5 separate regions of the Mus musculus genome follow, and regions 2, 3, 4 and 5 are each linked to region 1. The links are chromatin contacts, called in public HiChIP or PLAC-seq and promoter capture Hi-C maps. All regions are on one chromosome and are shown on one strand. Each heading gives the region's core, a stretch centred on a gene start, on an enhancer-like site or on the middle of the called end of the contact. The rest is flanking DNA. Distances are from core to core; before and after follow the strand shown. Region 1 has its middle 38 kb from the start of 1700129C05Rik. Region 2 holds the start of Sap18 (Sin3-associated polypeptide 18). Region 3 holds the start of Mrpl57 (mitochondrial ribosomal protein L57). Region 4 overlaps Gm52140. Region 5 holds the start of 3110083C13Rik (RIKEN cDNA 3110083C13 gene).

Region 1 (2,700 bases), core at 118-2,617:
ACTCCTGTGTGCAAGCATAAAAGAGTATCATTAATGGTATCAGGGATTGGTGCTTACATCATAGGATGAGTCTACAAGTCATCAGACCTGTATAAAGGGAAGTGGGTATGGAAGTAAAATAAATGTGTGTATATGGAAATATCTGTGTTTGGTGTGGTTTTCACACAAGATAGATCAGAAGGGGGTGATAAACCCAGAAAGAAATCTGCGGGTATATTTAGTCAAGAAAATGGTGTCCTGAATCTCATCAGATATGGACAACGGGAGGTACATAAGGGGAAACTGATAAATATGACTCACCACTAAAGTGCTTTTAGGCTGGCAATGCAGCTCGGAAAACAAGGTGTTCCCAGCATGTGCCTGCCTCTGGGTTTATACCTCAGCACCAGAAAAAATAAATGTAAGCTGTTATATGAATATAGTTAAGAGTATGCATCATTTTATGCTGTCTTTAATAAACATGCGATGCCTACAAGTAAGATGCACGGCCCTCGGGAACAGTGAAAACATGAATTCCATCAAGTCAGGCTGTGACTTTCCATGAGAAGAGTTAGTAAATAGCTGGTACAGGTGTAACCCTAGATATTCAGGCCTCTAAACTAGGAAGACCACAAGCCCAAGATCAGTCTTGGCAGCTTGGGAAGACCCTGTCTCTAAATGAAATCAGAAGGGTAGGCAATGCGGGTAAAAAGTCTAGCACTTGCCTAATGTGAGCCCTGGATTCAACCTCAATGGTCTTTACAGCATTGTAGATGACCTAAAGTTGCTTAGCATCAGAACTGAGTGCATTTCTCTTTGAGATTACACTTAAATCTAACGAGAAAAAATTCACAGAAGCACCATTTTGGTCACCCTCTGGTCTCTGGATGAAAACAGTTGAGGTGAAATAAAATGTCCCTGCTGACTAGGAGCAGTGTCCTTCTCCAGGGGAGCGTTGCCAGGACCCATACACTGCCAGCCGTCCTCCTCTGTGCAGCAAAACACCCTGCTAAAGTTGACCGCCTTTGAAAGGTTTGCTTTATTGCAAATCGTAGCCCAGCTGCGGAGCCAGAAGAAGCTTGAGGCCGTGACCCCGCATACCTGGGATTTTTTCACTGAGATGGGGAACAAAGGATGTTTTTCTCTAACTCAGGGATGATTAGATTATTTTTTTTCCATTTTCATTAGCAGGTCTATCTGTATCTTTCTCCATCCTCTCTCACTCCTTGTTCAACTATTTGAGTTTGTCTATCACTAAACTTGTAACATAGTCCTTGCAAAGGCTTCAAAGTGATGTTCGAAATGGAAGATAAAAGGCTTCAGACCCTGTCAGAGTGGAGGACAACCACAGTAAACGGACAAGGAAGACAGGAGCCCACGGTAGCTGGGCATACAGAACCTCTTTGCTAGCAGAGGCCACAGCACCATAAGCAAACCTTTGTTACTCTGTCTGTGAGCTCAAGGATGGCCCCTCCCCCTGAAGATCATGGAGTCGGCTGGGAGGTTTACTCTAAATCGCTGACACCACTGGATGGAAAAAGACCTGTCCAAGTCTTGATCTCTTTAGCTCAGTGTAGGTGAAGTCCAGCTCACCCATCCATCAAAGCACCAGAATGTGTGCCCAGTAAATACCCACTCTGTGCCAAAGAGAAGAAAAACCGTTCATGGACTGCCCAGGACAAGCCAAGTCTCCCACCTCCCAAGGGTCCTCACCAGACAATGGAGAGGGCACACAGCAAGTGAGCAAAAGACAAATGGTGCTTTTATCTAGCATATCCCCTCCTGTTTGCAAAGTTTATGTTAAAGCCACTTAACTGTCAGGAGCACAGCCTGGAGGATTACCTGTTGGCTTAAACCAAGGTCATTGCGCGATCACGTGACCTGGAGAAGGACGAGCGAGGGAACTGTGTAAGGATGGTTTTGTTCTCTCCACATCCTCGCCAGCACCTGCTGTCACCTGAATTTTTGATCCTAGCCATTCTGACTGGTGTGAGGTGGAATCTCAGGGTTGTTTTGATTTGCATTTCCCTCATGATTATGGATGTTGAACATTTTTTCAAGTGCTTCTCAGCCCTTCAGCACTCCGCAGTTGAGAATTCTTTGTTTATATCTGTACCCCATTTTTAATGGGGTTATGAGAATTTCTGGAGTTCAGCTTCTTGAGCTCTTTGTATATATTGGATATCAGTCCCCTATTAGATTTAGGATTGGTAAAACTTCTTTCCCAATCTGTTGGTGACCTTTTTGTCTTATTGACAGTATCTTTTGCCTTACAGAAGCTTTGCAATTTTATGAGGTCCCATTTGTCCATTCTTGATCTTACAGCACAAGCCATTGCTGTTCTGTTTAGGAATTTTCCCCCTGTGCCCATATCTTCGAGGCTTTTCCCCACTTTCTCCTCTATAAGTTTCACTGTCTCTGGTTTTATGTGGAGTTGTTTGATCCACTTAGACTTGAGCTTTGTACAAGGAGATAAGAATGTATCAATTTGCATTCTTCTACATGATAACCTCCAGTTGTGCCAGCACCATTTGTTGAAAATGCTATCTTTTTTCCACTGGATGGTTTTAGCATTTCTGGTGGGATTGCAAGCTTGTACAAACACTCTGGAAATCAGTCTGGCAGTTCCTCAGAAAATTGGACATAGTACTACCAGAAGATCCAGAAATACCTCTCCTGGGCATATACCCAGAAGGTGTTCCTTCCAACTGGTAATAAGGA
Region 2 (2,700 bases), core at 34-2,533, 1.3 Mb before region 1:
TTTGAATTGTAGCCTGGTCCTCTGTAAGAACCTCAAGTGAAGAGCATTCTCATAATGTCTCTGGATATACTCCTAGCAAAGATTTTCTCTAGAGTCTATCAGCAAGAAGGGGTTGTAAGGACTAGAGGATGACTAGCAAGGAACCCTAAAGAATCCAAAGTGTGTGCCAGCTTGCCTTCTCACCGGAGTTCAGAAGTGCCAAGGCCAACAGCTGCTACTGGCAGTGTCTAATTTTTGCAGATATACTACATCCGATTTGTTTGTAAAGCAATCTATTAAAAGCAGTCACCAGATCTTTAACGAACTCTCTGGGTTAGCAGTGACATTCCGAACCTTACATGCTTACTGTCTAGATTTCATTTTTAAAGCAACTGCTTTAAAATGGAGCTATGGGGTTTATGTTTTAGTATCTATAGCATATTGTGAAGGTTTCTTTCTTCCTTCCTTCCTTCCTTTCTATCTTTCCTTCTTTCTCTCTCTCTCTCTCTCTCTCTCTCTCTCTCTCTTTCTTTCTTTCTTTCTTTCTTTCTTTCTTTCTTTCTTTCTTTTTCTGAGACAGGGTTTCTCTGTGTAGCCCTGACTGTCCTGGAACTCACTCTGTAGACCAGGCTGGCCTCAAATGCAGAAGTCAGCCTGCCTCTGCCTCCCAAGTACTGGGATTAAAGGAGTGCGCCACCACTGGCCGGCATGAAGGTTTTTTCAATCAGTCTTTCTCACTGATACTTTTGTAGTTTTTGTTTTGAAACAGGCTCTCTCCACATAGCCCTGACTGTCCTGACACTCTGAAGACCAGGTGAAGGTATGCATCACCATGCCGCTGGATTTGCCTCTCTTGAATTTTGCGTGACATAAAAAGAGCCTATTTCATTCATAGCCCCTAAACAGACAGCTTTACCCCATCATCTACAGAAAAGGTATCATTTCGCTGGCCTTGCAGTACCTTTCTGCACTGGGGGTCCATATTAACCAGTTCAGTCGGTTTATCATCACTATGACTACCTGGTTCATATTTTTACATGTCATGTGAATTTTCTTAAGTTTTTCGTGATCGCTACACATTTTCATCACTACGCATGAAAATATTACGTTAAGCTGACCTGGGCAGTGAGCACGTAAGAAAACAACTAAGAACGATCAAGACGCCTGTAGAGCACTGCGCATGCGTGTGCCCCACCCCTCTCCCCAAGGCAACACGTACGCGCGCGCGTGCGTGCGTGTGCACCCACACATACGGAAATACGCCTGCGCCATGCGATGCCCCGCCTTGCCACTCGTTTCCTATAAAACCTCGTGCCTTTCCTCGCGAGAGACGACTAGCTCATGCTCGCCGCAGGGGTCGGAGGTCAGGGCGAGCGTCTCCCGGGCCGAAGGAGGAAGATGGCGGTGGAGTCGCGCGTTACCCAGGAGGAAATTAAGAAGGAGCCGGAGAAGCCGATCGACCGCGAGAAGGTGCGGGTTGCGGGCGGCTGCGGGGCAGAGGTGGCAGCAGCGGCGAGCTGGCGGGAGGGCGGGCGCGGCCTGCGGACGGGTGGGCGGGCAGGCCAAATGGCGCGCCCGAGGCTGACTCCCTGCTTCTCCGCAGACCTGCCCGCTCCTGCTGCGGGTCTTCACCACCAACAACGGCCGCCACCACCGAATGGACGAGTTCTCCCGCGGGAACGTGCCTTCGAGCGAGCTGCAGATCTACACCTGGTGAGCCGCGCGGGACCCGGGCCTGGCGGGCTGCGTCCTCGGGGACAGCCAGGGCGGGCTCGCCCGCCGTGTGACGCCTTTCGGGAGTGGGGATGAAACGTTAGGTCAGAGTGAACTGACCGGCGTCGCTCTCGCCGTGTGGCCGCCCGGTACAAAAGGATACGTAGGTAGCTTACGGTGCGGTAGGATAAGATGGTAGAGGACGGGGAGGGAGATGGCTGTTGAGTGAACCGTGTTCGCAGAGTGGAGGCAATGGGAAGCCTCGAGCCACGCAGCACCAAGATATTAAAAAGCACCATCAACACCGAGCCCTTTCTGCCCCGGCCCTTGGTGTCAAAGCGTTTGGTGTTTGCACGGTGAGGACGGCTGTCCCAAGTGTTTCATCTCCGAGTACCTGCCTTGCTCAGGACCCACGCAGCTAGGACCGTTACAGGCTTGTCCTTTGGATTGTGTCAGGTTGACACTGTAATAGCTTTGGAAAAGCAGCAAAGGCGAATTTTAATACATTTTTGTTGCGGTGGTAAGATACACCACAAAAGAGTCCCTTTCTCGGGAAAACAGACAAACAACCCCCCATCCCCCCACCCCCATCCAAAACACGAGCTAGTGATTGAATTTATAAGGGAAAACTACTGAGTAGCGGCTGAATTTAAGCCACTCTCCACATACTAAAATTCCGTGTCCCCCAACAAATGAATTTTCCAGCTTGCCCGGACTTTGCTTAAGTGCTGCTTTTCTATTCCGTGAGCCCAGCTTTCTAAAGAGGGTTATCTCTCTGTTATCTGTAGAGATTGTTCCAGAACCACATGGATATCAAAATCTTGGAATAATCAAGTTTTTCACTTTAAAAATGTAGTGTTTACTGTACACACCTTTCAGCATATGCTCTTGAGACTTTCTGCTATAAAGCTTACCCTTCTTCTGCTAGGGCACTCAGACTGTAAAAGCTTGTTTAATTTTTAAAAATTGCCTCAAAAGAAAATCAGAGTTTATGCCAGCATTGAAGTT
Region 3 (2,700 bases), core at 108-2,607, 1.3 Mb before region 1:
CAATTTTTGCTTTGTTTCTGTTTTTCAAAACAGGGGTTTCCTGTATATCCCTGGATGTCCTGGAACTCGATTTGTAGATCAAGCTGGCCTCAAACTCAGAGATCTGCCAGCCTATGCCTTCTAGAGTGCTGGGATTAAAGGCAAGTGCCACTACATTCGACCTACTGGGTGCGAGACAGATTACATTTATGACATTTTATGATAATCTCAAAATCTGAACTACTTTTGCATCGATTTTTTTTCTTTTTTTTCTTTCTTTCTTTTTTTTTTTTTTTTTGGACAGGGTCTCACTAAGCCTGGTTGATTGGTCAGGTGCTAGCCTGGAACTCGCAAAAATCTACCTCCTTCAGCTTCTTGAGTGTTGGGATTCATGGCGGACGCCACTCCGTGACCTTGCAACTTTTTAAAAAAATCTCAGGCTGGGCTTGGTGGCGCACACCTTTAATCCCAGCACTCGGGAGGCAGAGGCAGGCGGATTTCCGAGTTCGAGGCCAGCCTGGTCTACAAAGTGAGGTCCAGGACAGCCAGGGCTACACAGAGAAACCCTGTCTCGAAAAAAAAAAAAAAGAAAAAAGAAAAAAGAAAAAAATCTCTAGTACAAGTTAGAAATGATGTTTAATTTTATTATTAAAAAATAAAACAAGAGGCGGGAGAGATGGCTCAGTGGCTAAGAATACTGGCTCCAATTCTGGAGGTCCTAAGTTCAATTCCCAGCAACTACAAGGTGGCTCACGACCATGTATAATGGGATCTGCTGCCCTTTTCTGTCGTGCCTGCATCCACGCAAATAGAGCATTCATATACATATATAAACAAATCTTAAAACAAACAAAAAAACAGCAGTGCCGAGTATTTGTACTTCAAATAGAGTGTTAGTGGAGAAAATGCAGATGCTTGCTTCAATAGGGGCCCATTCGAGTGAGACGAAATGACTTTACACGTACAGAAAACAGGGTTTTAGTGCGTCTTAATACAGTTGCCACTGGATGTTGTTAACAAACACCCAACCACCCGCTCGCCTGCGGCCACAAGGAGAATTTGTCCGCACAGTTTCCATCACAGATCAGCTACGCCCCTTGGACGACACCGCCCGCTGAGAACCGCACTCTCCCGCCCGCGCCCACTCACCGCTGTCCTCGCCGTCCAGCGCTCTCAGCAGCCGGGCCGTCTCGCTGTCCAGCGTGGTGGCCAGACCCCGCAGCTTACAGTGGAAACTCTGGATGGGGTTCATGCTGAGGGCCGCCGAGCCGACTGCTGACCTCCAGTCCCCTCGAACGAACGCGCTACACATTTGAATCCTGCGCAGGCGCAGAAGGCGTCTCTCGCGAGAGCGGAACTCTAGCATCAGGGCCCCAGAGAGACCGGAAGCAGCGCGCCGCCGCATCGGTCGGGGGACGCGGAGCGCCGAGGGGAGCGTGTCCCGGGCCGGTTGGTACGCGAGGTGGGTTTTCGGGGAGCCCCCACCCCCATATCCTGCAGTGTAGTCGGCTCCCGGCCACTCACTTCCGGCGAGAGGCCGAGCGTGCTCTGGATTCGGCCGCGGGATGTGGGCGCAAGCTTGGCACGCCGGTTGCTCGCTTCCCGGGTCCGGGGCTCAGCGACCGCGGCTTTCGTGTCATTTCCTCAGGAGGCACCATGTTCCTCACCGCTGTCCTCCTCCGCGGCCGCATTCCGGGCAGGCAGTGGATCGGGAAGCACCGGCGGCCGCGTACCGTGTCTTTCCAAGCGAAGGAGAGCATGATCCGTCGCCTGGAGGTGGAGGCCGAGAACCACTACTGGCTCAGCATGCCCTACATGACAGCAGAGCAGGAGTGCGGCCACGCCGCGGAGCGACGGGCCCAGGCTTTTGAAGCCATCAAGGCAGCGGCCACTTCCAAGTTCCCTAAGCATAGATACATTGCAGACCAGCTAGACCATCTCAACATCTCGAAGAAATGGTCCTAACCCTTCAAGATTATGGATACCGGACTGCTCTATCCTTACTTGGTCCTGGAGCTGAGAAAATGTAATTTATGTACCAGTGTGACCCCTTCGACCAGTATCTTATTAAAGCAAACATGATTGATTAATAGTTGTCTCATACGGAATACTTGGGACCCTACCTAGGCGTTTGTTTCACACCTGTAATCCCAACATTAAGAGGTGGAGGCAGGAAAATCTTTGCTGATGTAGTTAGTAAGACCTAGACTCAGAAGGCCAAAAGAGACTGTTTGAGGCTCCATATGTGCATAATCGGTCTATTTTCAGGGTTGTTTTTTATTTTTTCTGGCCTAAAGCTTGCAGCAGCCCTCCCTGTGCCTAGCTACTGGAATTACAGGCATGGTTCCCTGCCCTTCTGTAAAATGTGGGGTTTTTTTTTTTTTTGTTTGTCTCACTATATAGCCATAGAACTTGCTGTATAGGCTAGGCTGGCCTTGACCTCCGAGATCTACTGGCCTCTGCCTCCCAAGTGCTGTGACTAAAGGCAAGTGCCACCATACCTTGCACCTTTTAGATTTAAATGCTGTAAAACTACAAACTGATGAGTCTTAAGGCTGAGGTACTTGGCTAGAGCTTTGTTGTACAAGGGGTGTTTTCTTACTTTCTGTCTAGGATAGCCATTCTCAACCTGTTGGGCATGACCCCTTGTGGTGGTTGCAGAACCCTTTCATGAGGCTGAGTATCAGAGATTTGTATTATGATAACAGCAAAATTACAGTT
Region 4 (2,700 bases), core at 122-2,621, 1.4 Mb before region 1:
AGTGATTTCCAGGCCAGTGAGGCCGTACCTAAATAATAACAAAAACAAAACCACAAAACAGGCCAGGGAGGTGGCACAGTGGTAAAGAGCAATGGCTGCTCTTCCAGGGAACCTACCCACCTGATGGATGGCTCACAACTGGCTGTAACTCCAGTTCTGGGGGATCTGGTACTAACCTCTGGTCTCTTCAGGCACCAGACACAGAAGAGGTGCACAGACATACATAAGAGAAAACATTGGAAAAAGCAAAAAACAAAAAATGACCAGGCCAGGTTTGGTGGAACATGCCTTTAATCCCAGCACTTGGGAGGCACAGGCAGGTGGTCATTGTGATTTTTGGGCCAGCTTGGCCTGCATAGTGAGCTCCAGGCCAGTTAAGGTTACATAGAAAGATCTAGTCTCAGAAACAAACGACAAAAACATAAAACAATGAAGTAGTATCTCTGGCCCAATCTGGTGTCAAACTTCTGGGCCCAAACAGCTTGTCTCAGTCTCCTGAATACTGGAGCTACTTGCTGGTAGAAGCAGCTGGCTCAGTAAAACCATCTGTTTATTCATTTATTTTTGGGAGGGGATCTCATGTAGGTGAGCCTGAACTCTTCTCCCTCAAACCCCCTTGCCTGTGCTTGCTGGTCTATAGGTGTGTGCTGTGCCACACCTGCTAAAAGTTTTAACGTACTATTTTGTATCACATATTGGTAAACTTTATGAAGAATAAGTCCAAGGCTTTTGTTTTATCACAATCGATTTCTGTAACAAAATAAACACGTCCGAGTCACTTGGGAGGAAGCAGACAACCTAAATCTACCAAAAAGATTTAACTGTATAATTAATCGACTGTAAAGGAACCGGTTCCGTGATCTATTCTTAACTCCGAATGTAAGGAGAACTGTGAATGAGCTGCTGTTTGGGTTGCTCACTGTTACTTTAAGTGGTTTTGCTTTATCTACCAGATACCAGATCAGAAAAAGAAAAATGAAGTGTGTTATCATTAGATGCTCGAAAAACATGGCCAGAAGAAAGCCAGGAGGAGACCGTGATAAGTCGACTCCAGGGCAGAAGTGGAAGCAGGCCTGTGAGGCCCTGGCTGCCAGATTCCGAAGCAAAAGGAAGCAGTTGCTGCAAACTGTATTTGATTATGGATAATGGAAGGCCAAGAAGAGTTGGAACCAGGCGGGGTGAATGCCCCAGAACTAATCCCTTTCCAAAGGACAGAAGTGAGAGAAAGGATCAGAATTTGAAATAAAGCTACTTAGAAAGGGAAAGGGGCTGAAACAAAGTCAGGAGGAAAGTTGGTATTTAAGGCATGCAGAGAATGGACTCTGAAAGAGTAGGCAGGATGTTGGAGCAGCGGGGATATAAACAGACTGGATAGAAGAGATGACATAGCTCTGTGGTTAAGTACCGTCAAATTAAAAGCTAACGAGGCGGTAGTGTATGCCCTAGCTACTCAAGCTGCTAAGGCAAGAAGATTCCTTGAGCACAAAAATTCACACACACACACACACACACACACACACACACACAAAGGTCTGGGTAATGGAGACCCTGAATAAACAAACAGACCACAACCACCACCATCAGCTACAAAGCTGGACACAGTGGGGCACACCTGTAATCCCAGCACTTAGAGAGCAGAGGTATGAGAACCAGGAGTTAAGGTCAGCCTTAACTCCTGCCTAGCCTGGGCTACAAGAGAGCCTGTCTAAAAAACACAAAACGAAGCACAAAACAAACAACTTTTGGGGGGGGTTGTTTTTGTTTTTTTGTTGTTGTTTGTTTGTTTTTGTTTTTTTGGTTTCTTTCGAGACAGGGTTTCTCTGTATAGTCCTGGCTGTCCTGGAACTCACTTTGTAGACCAGGCTGGCCTCGAACTCAGAAATCCACTTGCCTCTGCCTCTCTGCCTCTCTGCCTCTCTGCCTCTCTGCCTCTCTGCCTCTCTGCCTCCCAGGTGCTGGAATTAAAGGCAAGTGCCACCACTGCCCGGCAACAAACAACTTTTTAAAAAACCCTATCACCTGAAGCGAAGAGGAGGGAGCAGGGCCCCCAGTGCCTCCGGCATGCCTTTTTCCCAGCTGATGGGAAGTGAACCAAGCTCGTCCATACATCTGCCATGACGTACTTGTTGTGCTACACTAAGGACCAATTGAGTGAACCCTCTGGGACTCCCTGTAGTACTCTTCCTTCTTGTTTCTCTCTGTGTGGCACACAGTACTGCTTCTCACCGCACTTCTTTCTTTATGATTATTCCATGTAGGCCTAGATCTTCCCATAAAGGGTATGTTCTGTGAAGACAGGGTGTGTTTGCTCTTCACCAAGATGCTCCATCTCCACACAGAGCCCAAAACTCACAAAATAGGTCATTCTCGGCTAAGTGGAAATGTACTTCTAACATAAGCAGAGTCAGATGTACTGATAAACATCTGAGGCTCCAGGTCAGTCCCAAAATCACGGAGACCAGTTAGTGCCACAACTGCTGTGTCGCTGAGCTGCCGTGTTTGCTGACTTGGGATAGTAAATGCACTTGCCACTTCCTGGTACTTTCAGCTCCTGGTGGTTTTGGGGACATCATCCCATCACATGTTAAGATCATCTGTGCCGGGGGCTGGTGAGATGGCTCAGTGGGTAAGAGCACCCGACTGCTCTTCCGAAGGTCCGTAGTTCAAATCCCAGCAACCACATGGTGGCTCACAATCATC
Region 5 (2,700 bases), core at 79-2,578, 1.1 Mb before region 1:
TGAACAAAAATGTTGGGGCTGGAGAGATGGCTCAGTGGTTAAGGGCTCTTGCTGCTCTTATAGAGGGCCCAGGTTCAGTTCCCAGCACTCTTGTGGTCCCTTAGGATCACCTGTAACTCTAGTTCTAGGGGCCCAATGCAAGCTTATGGCATTTGGGCATCAGGTCTGCATTCAGTGTACACACATACACGCAGGCAAAACACTCATACATATAAAATGAAAACAAATCACAGAAAACATTAAAAAGTAGTCTATAATGCTTGTGTAGCTTTTTCCACCTCTGATGTGGTGTGAGGTTGGAGTCAATGTTTGTATAAACTGTTCAATAATCAAACAGTTACCAACCTTTAATCTGTAAGGTATGCTTTTCTTTTTGTTGTATTTTAATGCTTGAGTTTTCCCACTAGAACTAGGTAACAGAAACCTAGCAAATAAGGAAAATAAAAAACTGCTTTTAATTTTAAAAACCCTAAAACCCAAAACACTGAAATGCCTCTCTCTATAAAAATCTTAGAGAGTACATTCAAACTTTCCAAGGTTTTACAAGACCGGGTTCATCTTGAAGTAGGGTACTTAACATTTGCATCCTGACAGCTCAGGTTTAGGAAAACTTGTTTTGCCGCGTAGGCGGGGTCCACTAAAACATTACGGTTTCGACTTATGTAACAGCTGTCATTGGAATTGATAAAATCTGCAACTATCAGCTGTTTAACTTTTAGAGTTGATATTCTCTAGACTGGGGGGGTGTGTGGCTCACACAGTAGGTCGACGCCACCCTTTTCAACAAAGAAGCGACCAGGGAACTCTTTAACGATGCAGGCTAACTAAGGGGTGCCCAGCCCCCGCAAACGTCAAGGACCCTTCTCCATCCACCAGGTGGGCAGAGGCGTGCCCCAGCCACGCCCACACGCATCCCGGGCGGGGCCTCCCGCCGCCTCCTCCCGGAACCCCCCAGGCCCTCCAGGCTCGTGCCAGGCGCCTAGGGTCTCCTGTGCCTCCGCCCCCCTCCCAGGGGTGCCTGAGGGCGGGGCCGGGCTGAGCCGTACCTGCGCCGACACCGTTCGGGAGCCCTCGCGCGCGGCTGCTTTCACGCGGCCGTGATGCCATGCCGCTCCTGCGCCTGCCAGGGCTACCCCGGCCACAGCCGCTGCGAGAGGGCCGCGAGTCGGCACAGCTCGTCGGCCGGCCGCGAGCCCGCGCCGCAGCCTTCCGCCCCAGGCCGCCAGCCAAGCGCTTCTTCCCGCAGCCGCCGCCATCTTTGCGGAAGCGCCCGAGCGTCGCGCCCCGCCCTCACCGTCTGTTGCCCGAGAACAGAGTTGGGCTCTCGCGAGAGCTCATCACCCTCCACCGTGCTCTGCGCGTGTGTTGCTAGGTGTGGCTGCTTCCTCGACGTTCAAGCGTGGTTTTGAGGTGACCCTCGGCTCCGGTGACAGTTTCCAAGGCAAAGGACATGAGTTAGCTGGTTAACTGTCCTAACAGGTCAGGTCACCACTGTGGGCCAAGAAGGGGCTGCAGGGATGGCTCAGGGGTGAAGGGTGCTTGCTGCCCTTCCAGAGCACCACAGCTGGATTCCGGAGACTTAAGGCCACAGATAAGTCCAGCTCCAGGGCATCCAGCGCCCCCTTCTGGTCTCTACCCCCCCCCCCCCATGAAATTAGACTAAAGGAAGGGTAATAGATTCTGGGTGGAATATATTGGACAAACTAGATTAAGAATAGGGACTAAGAAGGGTGTTGATGATAAATGCGGAATCAAATTAGATTTAGCATGGTTTTTCAGTCGATAGACTTAAACATAGCATCTTTAGCTCTCTCGGGAAAGCCTATGTCAGTCGTAAGTGGGCACATTTAGAGCTGGAGAGGGAAACACTTCTAACAGTAAGCGGCAGAGGGTGCTGGGTATAACCACTGTGGGTGTTGATGCAACAGTAGAATTTCATCCTCAAAGAGGCTAGGGTAAGGGGCTGAAAATATTGACGATATTATATTTGCCCCAAATGTCACATGTCTGATTATAGTGAGTCACTTGAGACAGTTGGTTCAGTGGATAAAGGCACTTCATGCCAAGCCTGCCTACCTGAGTTAGAAGTCAGAGAAGAGAGTCCTATAAGTTGTTTTCTGACCTCTGGTCTGCGCAGTGAGTTCCAGGCCACCCATAACTACATAGTGAAATCCTGTGTCAAAAGGAAAAAAGGAAAGAATATGTGTACATGCTCACCCTTACAGATCTCCGTTTTTTATAGCTAAATGCCCTTTATATTTATTTATCAAGACTCATTTTTTATGTGTATGCCTCTGTGTATTTATGCCACATATGGGTGGGTGCCCCCAGAGTCCAGAAGAGGGTGTTGTAGCTGGAGATAGAGGCAGTTGTGATCAGCCTGATATGGGTGCTGAGAATGGACCTCTGGTGCTCTGGTAGAGCAGAGAACACTCTTAACTGATGAGCTGTCTACTCAGCCCCTAAAATTTGGTGTTTGAATGAAGTAAAATGTACAGGACGTTAGCATTTTGACAACATTTGCATGTACAGGTCAGTGCTGTCAGGCCCTATGCATGGCATTTAGCAACAGCCATTATTTTTCTTTGGATTTTTTTTTTTTTTTTGTAATCTTTCAAAGCTGGCCAACACTTTTCAAGGGCCTATCTCTGTTTGTCTGCTCCTCCCGAGCGCCTGGTCTTTCATTTCTGTTAAACAATA

What was found. Promoter capture Hi-C pulls out the DNA fragments that hold promoters and counts their contacts. HiChIP or PLAC-seq counts read pairs in DNA pulled down with a chosen protein or histone mark.
Region 2: an H3K4me3 HiChIP or PLAC-seq map of stem cell-derived neural progenitor cells shows a contact between it and region 1, with 7 times the contacts expected there. The contact joins the promoter of Sap18 here to the enhancer-like site in region 1. A contact is called at or near these places in 4 of 39 promoter capture datasets (cranial neural crest, hippocampal neurons, liver and 1 more), 8 of 484 Hi-C or Micro-C datasets (the HL-1 cell line, the P5424 cell line, adipose-derived mesenchymal stem cells and 4 more) and 4 of 115 datasets of contacts at active chromatin or transcription factors (embryonic forebrain, embryonic limb bud, forebrain and 1 more).
Region 3: a promoter capture Hi-C map of hippocampal neurons shows a contact between it and region 1, with 8 times the contacts expected there. The contact joins the promoter of Mrpl57 here to the enhancer-like site in region 1. A contact is called at or near these places in 11 of 39 promoter capture datasets (the 3T3-L1 cell line, 3T3-L1-derived adipocytes, the C10 cell line and 6 more), 3 of 484 Hi-C or Micro-C datasets (cortical neurons, myocytes and stem cell-derived neural stem cells), 6 of 115 datasets of contacts at active chromatin or transcription factors (astrocytes, craniofacial prominence, embryonic forebrain and 3 more) and 1 of 9 other capture datasets (pancreatic islet).
Region 4: a promoter capture Hi-C map of cranial neural crest shows a contact between it and region 1. The contact joins two enhancer-like sites. A contact is called at or near these places in 6 of 39 promoter capture datasets (cranial neural crest, embryonic stem cells, hippocampal neurons and 2 more) and 1 of 484 Hi-C or Micro-C datasets (cortical neurons).
Region 5: a promoter capture Hi-C map of hippocampal neurons shows a contact between it and region 1, with 11 times the contacts expected there. The contact joins the promoter of 3110083C13Rik here to the enhancer-like site in region 1. A contact is called at or near these places in 10 of 39 promoter capture datasets (the 3T3-L1 cell line, 3T3-L1-derived adipocytes, cranial neural crest and 6 more), 1 of 115 datasets of contacts at active chromatin or transcription factors (embryonic stem cells) and 1 of 9 other capture datasets (liver).

What each region holds. Positions count from the first base shown.
Region 1 is chr14:59,103,139-59,105,838 of GRCm38.p6, forward strand. No RefSeq gene overlaps it. Among named protein-coding and RNA genes, the nearest start is that of 1700129C05Rik, 38 kb to the right of the region's middle. Within about 2 kb of position 1,368, at least 17 of the 459 cell types and tissues checked have an H3K27ac peak or open chromatin away from gene starts, as enhancers often do. A contact at or near this core is called in stem cell-derived neural progenitor cells, where this site is marked.
Region 2 is chr14:57,796,906-57,799,605 of GRCm38.p6, forward strand. Sap18 (Sin3-associated polypeptide 18) reads left to right here and starts at 1,284. Exons shown (of 4, transcript NM_009119.3): 1 at 1,284-1,449; 2 at 1,583-1,692. The coding sequence starts at 1,321. It overlaps Mir3077 (microRNA 3077), which reads left to right and starts at 1,519; the gene lies at 1,519-1,582.
Region 3 is chr14:57,824,882-57,827,581 of GRCm38.p6, forward strand. It overlaps Mrpl57 (mitochondrial ribosomal protein L57), which reads left to right and starts at 1,358. Exons shown (of 2, transcript NM_026401.2): 1 at 1,358-1,441; 2 at 1,628-2,700. The coding sequence starts at 1,636. The coding sequence ends at 1,944. It overlaps Ska3 (spindle and kinetochore associated complex subunit 3), which reads right to left and starts at 1,282. Exons shown (of 9, transcript NM_198605.3): 1 at 1,129-1,282. The coding sequence starts at 1,231.
Region 4 is chr14:57,752,465-57,755,164 of GRCm38.p6, forward strand. It overlaps Gm52140, which reads left to right. Exons shown (of 3, transcript XM_030248241.1): 3 at 954-1,729. Among named protein-coding and RNA genes, the nearest start is that of Lats2, 7.7 kb to the left of the region's middle. Within about 2 kb of position 1,372, at least 65 of the 459 cell types and tissues checked have an H3K27ac peak or open chromatin away from gene starts, as enhancers often do.
Region 5 is chr14:57,997,984-58,000,683 of GRCm38.p6, forward strand. 3110083C13Rik (RIKEN cDNA 3110083C13 gene) reads left to right here and starts at 1,329. Exons shown (of 2, transcript NR_166770.1): 1 at 1,329-1,479. It overlaps Micu2 (mitochondrial calcium uptake 2), which reads right to left and starts at 1,279. Exons shown (of 12, transcript NM_028643.3): 1 at 1,047-1,279. The coding sequence starts at 1,256.